3 separate regions of the Mus musculus genome follow, and regions 1 and 3 are each linked to region 2. Evidence: chromatin contacts called from public HiChIP or PLAC-seq and Micro-C data. All regions are on one chromosome and are shown on one strand. Each heading gives the region's core, a stretch centred on a gene start, on an enhancer-like site or on the middle of the called end of the contact. The rest is flanking DNA. Distances are from core to core; before and after follow the strand shown.

Region 1 (3,498 bases), core at 389-2,888, 160 kb after region 2:
ATCATTTTCCTCCTTGCCATCCTTATATGAAAAGAAATGTTTCTGGAACTTTCTCTTGCTCTGGGGTGAGTAATGGTTACTGGGGCCTGAGAGTCACGCTATGAATAACTTTGTGGTTCCTACAATCTCCTCTGTCAGTACAGAGTGGGTTTGGCTGGGTGGGCATAAAACGTCATTAAAACACCCTAACTCAAGGCACTATCTGAGTGGTTCTGTGTGTTTGTGCCTCCAGTAAATCTTGTTGTGTTCTTATCTTTTACACACCAGGAAGTTAAGAATAAAGAGGAGAGAAACAAAGGAGGAGGGAGAAAAATAAACAGGAGAAAGATGGAATGAATTCACTGTGTGCTTGTGTTTATTAAGGCGATTTCTATTTATTAAGCCCACTTTATTAGCAGATGCGCCCATGGGAAGGTCATATTTTTCTTCAGAGCTTAAAATGTTAAATGTGAGAGTAAACTTCAGGGGGCTGACAAAGCTTACTCAGAGCTACACGGCTGGCAAATGGGAGGGTGCCGCTTCTACAACAGCTTGACCTCTAGATTCAGTCTCATCCGCAAGCCGTCAAGGACCCCCGGGACCCCAGAAGGATGAGCCAACCAGGCTTGGCTTCCCAATCACGGGAACCACGTTCTAGCATCCTGCCCTGTCTGCCCACGGGTTGAGTCGCTATTCTTTCAAATTGCTAGAATTTGGCAAGGAGACAGAAATAATCTATGTCTGCACCAGTCATTTGTGATTTTGCTTCAGCGAAGACCAGGTATCACCTCTACTATAAAGCTTCACCTTTGGCATGGGATGCAAACTTTTCTCTGGCTAAAGACTTGGAAACAGTTGCCAAATGTGCAAGATTTCTTTTCCCTCTACTGCCAAAGAAGCGAGAGTGCTGTGCAAACAAGATACTTTGAAGAAAAGAGTCTGGGTCAAAATTCAAGAATTATTTTCCTTATCAAAAAAAAATTGGTTATTCACTCTATCTCTGTTATATCTCTGGAGGCTTCTTTTTCTACCCATAGGTACATATGTTCAGTCTATGTCCATTGGACCCTGAACTAGCACAATTCTGTTTGTTCTTGGGAGCTAAGCAAGGGCAGGCCAGGTTAGCACTTGGATGGGAGATAAATGTATACAACGGGGGAACTTTGAGCTCTAAAAGCCTCCAAGCTATAAAACTATGAAAGAAGGAGATGCAGCTAAGTATTAAGAGGGATTCTTGGAGAACATGGTCAGCTTTACAAAAAGTTTTAATGTGGTCAGCTCAAAACCCCTTGTGTGTTATAAATAAGGCCATTCTCATGGGTAGCCAAGTGCACTCAAGACAGTGCCATGGGTGAGCACTGCTACACACAGGAGAGATCTCAGATAGATGGTGACATGAGACACATGGACTTTCACAACCAGTATCTTTCTAAGTCAAATTTGACTCATCGTGTGCATAATCTGCGTGTTTTCTCATTTCTCACTTTTGTTGAAACTACCTGAGTCACTATTTTGATTTAAAACTTAAAAAAGAAAATCTGTCTGCAGACACCTGGCAAGCTGAGTCATTGGTATTTTAAAGCCTAGAGTTTCTTAAATAGAAACGGAACATTTATGCATCTGAAGACATGAGTCAGAAATGTTTTTATAGCTCCATTTTCTTACAAAGATGAGAAGACATTTTAGGGGTTTCCCCTAAGCATTGCATAAATATTTTTAAGCGCACTATGTTACACTGTGAGGCACAGGGGTGAACTAATTATAATCTCTTAGGTTCCAGATCTAAGCATCTAAGTGAGGAGCCGAAATACATTACTTTTATTGAACACAGAATGTATAACTTCAAGGATCAGGGGAAATTGAAAGCTTAGTAATTAGAGTAGTTGAAAATTAACCAGGTTTTTACAAAATGGGAAGCCACAATCCGGAATGTAAAAACAGCATATAAGTGAGAGTCAAGCCAAATGTCTGATCCATTCTGGTGGATCTTGTAAGAATTTAACTACAAAACGATAAGAAGTTTTCAGAAATCACAGAAATTACTTTTGATTAGAGAGCCTTGTACAAAGTGCCTAAAAGGCAATGTTTGTGAATAGATAAAAACCAAGACCATATACACACAGGCCTAGGTCTGAGGGCAACAGTAAGAAGAAATTCTCATTAGTTACAATTTTAAGAAAAGCTGATTCTATATACCATACAACTAACTGCTTCTGAATTGTAGCTAAGAATCCCAGCCTCATACAACAATCTATTCAGGCTTTCTAATCTGACTTATTATTTCTAATAAAAGCAATATCCAATAACAACAAAGTTACCCCACATTTTAGTGAATGGGCTTAGTCATGTACACATACACTACATGAGCAGCAGCATAGACAGCTAGCTTCCGAATCTGTTACGTGTGCCACACTCCTGGGATCACCTCGCCAGTGGAAGTCTGTATACAAACGCAGAGTGGATGCAACCATGTGCTAAGCACAGTCCACCAAGATTCCTGTGAGTCTTCTTTTTGTCCCATAACATTCCCAGCCCCTGGCTGTGCAGCCAGGGTGTGTCCTAAAGTCCCTGGGATCAAACCTCAAACAAAAACATCAGATTCAGTGTGACTTGTGGATTCAAGTGAAGGTTGGGACAAAGGGAAGCATCTCGGAGCTGCTATGGTGAAGATTCTCGTGGAAGTCACCACAGCAATCTCCCCTGGAAGGAGGGATCCTCTTCCTTCCTTCTTTATCCATTCGCCCTCTCTTTATCCATTCTCTGATCTCTTGAAGTCACTTCTCAAATAACCTATTTGCCCACAAGCATTGTTTTCAGACACTGTGTTTTGAGAAGTCGTTCTGAGATAGAATGATCTTTATAATCATTGATCTATGTAATTAAGATCTATGCAAACCTGAGAGTCTAGCCTGGGGGTGGGGTGGAAACACGAATGGAAATTGCTAGTGAAATATATCTGGTCATAAAAAGGATTGTAAAAACAATATACAAGCCAGATGAAAAAGGATTAAACTCAATGAACAGCAACCTCTAACAAAAAAACAAAACCAAAAGCAGCTCCAAGTTATGGGGCCTGACAATATGTTCCTCTGCAAATTCAAGCCTCAGAGTTTGGCCAAGACAGCCTGACAGCCAGACACGTTCAAAGGAGAAAATTCAAGTCCTCAGTGAACTTTATTGATCCAAAGTTGTTTAAGAATACTGACTCGATCAGTCCTTAATACCTTCATTAATAGTCTGTGAATGAGGCTCAGTCACAGGTAAAAAGTAGGATGTCTGGATTTGCCCACTGCTTACTGACAACTTAAAAAACAGAACTGGATGTTATTGTTATTGTTTTAATTAATTCACTCCATAAATTCAGGGCTGAAAGAATCTTTTCATTACACAAACTTATCTACTGTGATTGGAAGTTGTCCCCGTGGTACTTGATCTGTTAAAATTTTGCACACAAAAAAAAGTAAGAAATATAATTTCCAAAAACAGGAATTGCCCATTTTAGGATAGGAGGAAAAGTGT
Region 2 (3,793 bases), core at 207-2,706:
GTCATATTAGTTGTAAATCTAAACAAGAGATACTGGCCATGACTTTGTGGCCGGAAACTGCAAGGATAGACGAATACTCTGCTGAGATCTCTCCAGCTACAAAGTGACACTCTTGTCAATGGTTTCATTATCGACAGGGAAGGCCCAAACTTATTTCCAATGAGAACTAAATATAAGTCCCTAAAGTTTTCCTCTCCTTTGGGAATGGTGCTTAAAGAATTAAAATGGAGCAGGAAAGAAAAAGGTGAGAAATTTCAGTTTCTTAAGTGCTAACTGATGACAAAACACTGTCCCCAAATCAAAGATCGTCACAATAACCATAGTCAGCCGGTTTCCTGTGCAAGAACACTGTGGCTTTGCAACTGGAAAGAGTGTCAGCACACCCGCTAAAGTTTTCTCTTACAGCCTGCTTAAGTTCCGGCCACACAAAGACAAAGCCGACTGCGCCTAAATCCACTCCAGGTGCGAGCCGGCGGCTGTGATCCCATACACTTCACTGTTTTCATTGTCTTTAGACGCGGGATGAGCTCTTCCAGTGAAAACCTATTAACTATCCCCATCCCAGCCATCAACAGGGTAGATCTACATTACTGAACTTCAGCACTTCTTTCAAACAACTCTTTCTGTCCACTCTTAAGGAGCTGCTGCTCGTTTCTACACATTCTTGCAGAACAATCATTTTCTCTCATGAAAAGCAAACCAAAGAGGACTCACCCTGCTTTCTGTCAGCATAATCTTGCTGGAAAACCTCGAAAGTTGGGACTGACCGGCTCCCAGGGTGTCTAGAGGCACCCGCTCCCAGAACAGCTACAGCCATGGGGTTATTCAAGACCTGGGGACTCTCGGTCCTGCCGCTGCCCCCGGAAGCCTGAGCCCCGGACCCCGACGACCCCTGGTACAGAAGCCTGTGCAGCCCGCGGGCCTCGCTCTCCTCCTGCGCCTGCTGCCTGCGCAGGGCCACCTGCGCGGCCATGACACGCTGCCGCTCGGCGATCAGGGTGCACTTGGCACACGCGCAGTCCCGCCAGCGGCAGAAGCGCTTGTGGCCCTTGAGCGCTGACACCACGCCATGGTTGCGACAGCGCGCGCACTTCGGGGTCCGCGGGTAGCCGCAGCCTACCGCCCCCAACGCCCTATCCAGCCCAGGGCCCGGAGCGCATCCTGCGCGACCGGAGCTTGCGGTCGATCGCAGAAAAAGGCCAGGCGGCCGCAGGAAAGTCGCGGACACCGGAATCCCCGACGACACCGACCGCGCGGCCGAAGCGGGCGCAGCAGCCCGCCCTGGGGCCAGATGGGGTCGGCAGCCGCCGCTGCGGTCTCTACGACCGTGAGGTAATCGCTCCATTCTGAGAAGGCGCCTCTGAGGAGTAGAAACCAGCAAGTGCGCTGTCCAGAGCTACCCTGTGGGGATACCGGCTGAGGACCCGCCTAGGTCCCGCTGTCCCGCTCCGCGCACTAACTAGAGTTTGCTGTCCTGTCCCAGAGCAAGAAACCGCCGGGTCTAAGAGCTCCAGAACCTGACCGACGGCGCAGCCAGCCAGTGAGCCTCTGAGTCTAGACAGCTGGGGCAGTGTCCTGAGCTCTGCCAGTCTCCTGAGCCTAGAAGGGCCAGGCTGGAGGGCCACCCCGCCCACTGGGTAGGCTGGCCAAGGAAGGAGGCCAGGGGAGGACCTAGGGCGGAGAGTGGGACTTTCTGGGAGGTGGCCTGTGGGATAGGTTAGAAAGTGTCCAGATCAGACTGAAAGGTCCATTAAGAAAAAAGAAACTTTTATGTATTTTGGATATTCACTCTGTCAGATGCAGGGTTAGTGAAGGCTGTTTCACAATCTGTGGGCTGTCATTTTGTCCTAATGACAGTGTCCTTTGATTTACAGAAGCTTTTCATTTTCATAAGGCCCCATTTATTAGTTGTTTACGTTAGTGACTGAGTCATTGGTGTTTTGTTCAGGAAAATGTCTCCTGTACCGACGAGTTCAAGGCTATTCCCATTTTCTGTTCTATTAGATTTAGTGTATCTGGTAATATACAAAATATATACAGAACTCAAGAAGGTAGGCACCAACAATCCAAATAACCCAATCTAAAAATGGGGTACAGAGCTAAACAGGGAATTCTCAACAGAGGAAACTTGAATGGTTGAGAAGCAGGTAAAGAAATATGCAGATCACCAGGGATCACGAATCAAAACAACTCTGAGATTCCACCTTGCACTCATCACACTGGGTAAGATCAAAAACCCAAAGGACAGCACATGCTGGCAAGATTGTGGAGCAAGGGGAACACTCACTCCTACACTGCTGGTGGGAGTGCAAATGTGTACACAGGAAATCAATTTGGCTGTTTCTCAGAAAAGTGGGAATGGCTCTACCTCAAGACCCAACTATACCACTCCTGGGTATATCCCCAAAAGATGTTCCACCCCACCCCACCCACAAGGACATCTGCTCAACTATGTTCATAGCAGCTCTGTTACTAATATCTGGAAACAACCTAGATGTCCCTCAAAGGAAGAATGGATAAAGAAAATGTGGCTCATTTACACACTGGCATTAAATACAAGAACATCATAAATTTCTCAGGGAAATGAATAGAACTAGAAAATATCCTGAGTGAGATAACCCACACCCAAAAGGACATGCGTGGTATGTACTCACTTATAAGTGGATATTAGCCATAAAGTACAGGATAACCACACTATAATCAGCAGACCCAACGAAGCCAAATAACAAGGAGGTCCCAAGGGAGGATGAATCTTTCTCAGAAAAGGATCAAAACAGATATCAGAGGTTGATGGAAGGAGGGAACTGGGTGGAAGAGGTGATGGGAAGTGGAAGGGGGCAGGGAGGGAGATCATATGTAGGGAGAACAGATAGAGAAAGAAGATGAATAGCGGCAGGGGTGTGTGTGTAATCTCCTGGACTCTAGAACATGCCAGTAACCTGTGATAGGGGGAGATCCAAGAGGGTCTATGGGGGACAACTCAAGATGAGCCTCCTAACAGAGGCAATATGGATTTTGAGGTAGCCTCTTCCTATAGCTAGCCCAGACTCTGAGTGGAAGCATAAGAACAGTAACCCATCCACAAAACCTTCAACCCAAAATGTGTCCTGCCTACAAGATGTACAGGGACAAAGATGGAGCAGAGACTGAGAAAATGGCTAACCAATGACTAGCCCAAATTGAGACCCATCCCATGTGCAAGAAACAATCCCTGACACTATTAACAATACTCTGTTGGGCCTGCATACAAGAACCTATTAACTGTCCTCTGAGAGGCTCCACCCAGCAGCCAATGGATGGAGATGCAGAGACTCACAGCTAAACATTAGATGAAGCATGGAGAGTCTTACAGAATAGTTGGGAGAAGGATTGTGGGACCCGAAGATGACAGGGAGTCTACAAGAAGACCAACAGAATCAACTAACCTGGACCTGTGGGGGCTCCCAGAGACTGAATCGCCAACCAAAGAGAGTGCACAGGCTGGACCTAGGCTCCCTACACATATGAAGCAGATGAGCAGCTTGGCCTTCATGTGGGTCCTAAACAACTGGAGCCTATGGCCTGCTTGTCTGTGAATTTAAATGGACAACCTTGTCTGGCCTCAATGGGAAATGCTGCACCTAATCCGGCAACAACTTGATATCTATCTATCTATCTATCTATCTATCTATCTATCTATCTATCTATCTCTGTGTGTGTGCCTGTTTGTTTGTTTGTTTGTTTGGGGGGATTGGTACCCAGATTGATAAAAGTGTCTTCAAAGGGTTTTCCCTTACTTATTGAATGGCCTTGG
Region 3 (3,499 bases), core at 569-3,068, 140 kb after region 2:
TAAGACTGTCCCAAAGCACTATAATGGGGCAATTAGTGCCTAATGATATAGAAGAAGGGTACAGAAATTGGAAGAAAGGTATTGCTTGAGCTGTTAAGACCACAGAGCCATGCATTTCCCTCTGTCAGCATTACAGGGTGTGTGTGCGTGTGTGTGTGTGTGTGTGTGTGTGTGTGTGTGTGCAGCAACAAAAACATTTCCGCTAGAAACAACCCATCAATATTTAGAAATAAATGTGTAAAAAGTGGTTTAAAGTGTCTTGGGCTTTAATAGTCCTGAAACGTCCAATTGTGTGCATAATAGATTTATGTACAGTGAACTTTCTTTTACCTTTTTTTTTTCTAATTTTCCCTAGTTTTGTGCCATGCATGATTCTAAGTTTAAGCATCTTTGGGGTTCTAGTTTTAAATTCCCCCCTCCCCCAGCTTTTTGGCTTTTTTTGCTTTACACAGTTGAGATTTGTTTTGTTTTGTTTTGTTTTGTTTTGTTTTGTTTTTGTTTTTGTTTTTCGAGACAGGGTTTCTCTGTTGTAGCCCTGGCTGTCCTGGAACTCACTCTGTAGACCAGGCTGGCCTCGAACTCAGAAATCTGCCTGCCTCTGCCCCCTGAGTGCTGGGATTAAAGGCGTGCACCACCACCGCCCAGCGCTTTACACAGTTGTTAAGCTTAGAAACTTTAGGAAATGGCTTGTCTGAGATTGGTTTATGTGTTTTTTCCTTGAAACAGTTGACAAGTTTGTTAGCCACATTTCAATGGGAGTATTAGAACTGCCAGCATGGGCTCGTAAGATAAGATGAGAGTTTTCTAATTAGGAGCCTTCCTGTTTGGTTAGCAGAAGCTACTACGCACTCGGTCTCCCTCATTCTAGTCACACAGTGGAAAGGAGGACAGCTCTGACTGGTCAGTGCTCTGCTCTTGCATGGGTTTGCAATGCTGCACTTCGTGACAGCCAGGTTACAGGCCATTCTCTCTTTTATTTTTTTTAAATTAATTTGTTATTTTATTTGTTTACATTTCAAGTGTTGTCTCCCTTCCCAGGTCTCCCCTCCACAAACCCCACATTCCATCCCCTCTCCTTTGCCTCTAAGAGGGTGCTCCTCCATCCACCCACCCACTCCCACCTCACCCCTCTAGCATCCCCATACACTGGGACAACAAACCTTCACAGGACCAAGGGCCTTCTCTCTCATTGATGCCAGATAAAGCAGTCCTCTGCTACATATGCAGCTGGAGCCATGGACCCATCCATGTATACACTTGGTTGGTGTTTTACAGGCCTATGATACTCTACCTTTTCATTGGTCTCAACAGGAGTAGAACAGGTCTGGGTTTTTGTTTTTGTTTTTGTTTTTTGGGGGGGCACTTTCTGAACCAGAGTTGAACTAAAGACCTGTTTTCTTTCTGTTTTTCTAATCATAGCCTTGCGTCTACATTCCACCTTGTCAGTGTAACAAACCAATTACCAGAGAGCTGGTTGGAGGCCTTTTCTTCAATGGCTTCTCTGAGCCAAGCAGAAGGAACACACTGGCCCATATGTATCATGTGTTACTCTAGCAGAGATTCCATGCTAGGCTATAAAATAAGAACTACAGTTTGGAGTGGTTTTTGTTAGAAGGTCTGCATTCCTGGCCCAGGGGACTTGGAGGGAGAGAGACTTCTGAGGGTAAGGGATAAAAGCCTTAGAGATAGATCTGTTGAAGCACAGAGGAAACAAACTTGACACATAAGTTTAAAATGCAGGAACAAAATGCAGGAAGCAGACAACTGACTACAAGCACCCCCAGAAAGTAGATCAACAGGAAACCACATTTTCTCACTTGTTTCAAAGTCTCGCCATTCAAACGTTCCCTTTGATCCTTGTACCCAAGCCTCATCAGCATGTTTGATGATATTGTGTTGATTGTTTTTGTATCTGTCCAGATTTATTATCATAAGCAAGCAACCTACTTACTTTTTTGTGTGTGTGGTGCAGTGTCCACCTTGAACAGCAGCCACAAACCAAGAGCCAAGAAGTTCTGAAGGCCAACTGCTATGAAGTAGATTTAGCACCTCGTGTACCTGTGAAAGGCCTTGGGCTAGCATAATTATTTGGTTTCTGAGTTCTAGAGTGTTTGAATAGCAAACGGCAGAGTTCATAAGAACCCCTGTTTCTGTACACACAGTGAAGGTGAAGTCCGGACTACTAACAACGAAGTAGGCGCTGCTCTTTTTGTTGAGGCAAGAGAAACTGTCAAGACAAGAGTGTATAGTCCTGAGTAAATGTGACTCTGGGAAGGACAGATGTCACAATCCATGCTCCTGCTCAGTACCTGAGAAGGCAGAGATAGGCTCAGGCCCTAGAGGGACCACTAAATCATGTTCAGCAGGCAGTAAATGAAAAGTTGTAATGTGTTATGTTTCTCACAGAACCTAGGAAAGTGGAGACTATGATTGCCCATTAAGGGAGTTAAGACATCTTATAGAGGAGGGTCCATAAAAGGGTTTTGGTTTGTGTCTCAGTGAGCTCTCCACTGAGCATATAGTCTTTGTACTTTTTTCAATTAGTATTTGATTCACAAATTCGGCCCAAAATATACTGACTGTGAACTAATAAACTCTTGGAGTCAGAAGTCCTTTGACAGACTTTTGAGGCATTGATGAGCCCGTCCAGTTTCCAAGTTTTAGGAGTGTAATTTAGCTATGTGTTATACCCAGAATAGAGACCTGAAGGCTTAGACATAAGTAATCTAGGTTTGGAATCAGAAAAAGGGTTTGACTTATGCCATAACTCAATGTGTTTTATAGAAAATGAGTCCTGCCTATTAGAGTCTCTCAAAGACTGCCCCTGATATGACAAAATGATGTGTTTGGCAAATCCTTTTAAAGAGTGTTTTATAATCTCATTGTTAAGACTCATAAGAGGGATCCATCTGTTGGTGTGAGTTCTATCTGTATTTAAGTCACCAGAATGTAGGGAATTTTGACAGCTCCAAGTGGCCTTCTGTTACTGCCACCTTGGCACAACTTACATAGGTTCCATTCACACTGATGGTTGGGGAATAGGGATTCAGGAACAAAGAGGAAATAGGAGAGGGTCAAACAGAAGTTTTAAAACCAGCATGCAGTGTGTCTGGGTGTTTTAAAAGCAGCATCCAGTGTGTTTAGGAAGACAAATGAAGTGAGCTTGCTGGTAGTACAATGATCAGACACCTAGGACTAGGCTTGTACTGTGATGGCAGACTTAGAGTTCTAAGAAAATTTTAGAAACTGATCTCACTCCAAATGAAACCTATGAGGCTACCCCATATAACCAGATAAGGAGTGAATTTTCTAAGTAGGGAGCTGATGCTTTCTTATCAAGAGGAAAACATGAGAAAAGATTTTTGGAAAATGGTGGAAAGGTTGTGGGTGCACACGAGGGGACTCGAATCAAGTATTGAGGTCTTGAGTCTATGAGTCTTGGGAATTATGTTTATACGTCCAGGAGTCTTCTTGAACAACAAGTGCCCAACCCTTATAC

What was found. Hi-C and Micro-C count contacts between places; a contact is called where the count stands out from the background. HiChIP or PLAC-seq counts read pairs in DNA pulled down with a chosen protein or histone mark.
Region 1: a Micro-C map of the HL-1 cell line shows a contact between it and region 2, with 5 times the contacts expected there. The contact joins the enhancer-like site here to the promoter of Dmrta1 in region 2. A contact is called at or near these places in 14 of 39 promoter capture datasets (the 3T3-L1 cell line, 3T3-L1-derived adipocytes, the C10 cell line and 9 more), 4 of 15 datasets of contacts at CTCF or cohesin (CD8 T cells, liver, pro-B cells and 1 more), 60 of 484 Hi-C or Micro-C datasets (the 63-12 cell line, the Ba/F3 cell line, the C10 cell line and 37 more), 6 of 115 datasets of contacts at active chromatin or transcription factors (CD8 T cells, effector CD8 T cells, embryonic hindbrain and 3 more) and 2 of 9 other capture datasets (adipose tissue and liver).
Region 3: a contact with region 2 is called in a BATF HiChIP or PLAC-seq map of CD8 T cells, with 11 read pairs. The contact joins the enhancer-like site here to the promoter of Dmrta1 in region 2. A contact is called at or near these places in 11 of 39 promoter capture datasets (the 3T3-L1 cell line, 3T3-L1-derived adipocytes, the C10 cell line and 6 more), 1 of 15 datasets of contacts at CTCF or cohesin (CD8 T cells), 3 of 484 Hi-C or Micro-C datasets (memory CD8 T cells, natural killer cells and pre-pro-B cells), 5 of 115 datasets of contacts at active chromatin or transcription factors (CD8 T cells, embryonic forebrain, memory CD8 T cells and 2 more) and 1 of 9 other capture datasets (adipose tissue).

Annotation. Positions count from the first base shown.
Region 1 is chr4:89,528,306-89,531,803 of GRCm38.p6, reverse strand. No RefSeq gene overlaps it. Among named protein-coding and RNA genes, the nearest start is that of Dmrta1, 160 kb to the left of the region's middle. Within about 2 kb of position 1,638, at least 20 of the 459 cell types and tissues checked have an H3K27ac peak or open chromatin away from gene starts, as enhancers often do. A contact at or near this core is called in the 63-12 cell line, the C2C12 cell line, the HL-1 cell line and 2 more, where this site is marked.
Region 2 is chr4:89,685,861-89,689,653 of GRCm38.p6, reverse strand. It overlaps Dmrta1 (doublesex and mab-3 related transcription factor like family A1), which reads right to left and starts at 1,456. Exons shown (of 2, transcript NM_175647.3): 1 at 715-1,456. The coding sequence starts at 1,345.
Region 3 is chr4:89,549,035-89,552,533 of GRCm38.p6, reverse strand. No RefSeq gene overlaps it. Among named protein-coding and RNA genes, the nearest start is that of Dmrta1, 140 kb to the left of the region's middle. Within about 2 kb of position 1,818, at least 27 of the 459 cell types and tissues checked have an H3K27ac peak or open chromatin away from gene starts, as enhancers often do. A contact at or near this core is called in CD8 T cells, memory CD8 T cells and natural killer cells, where this site is marked.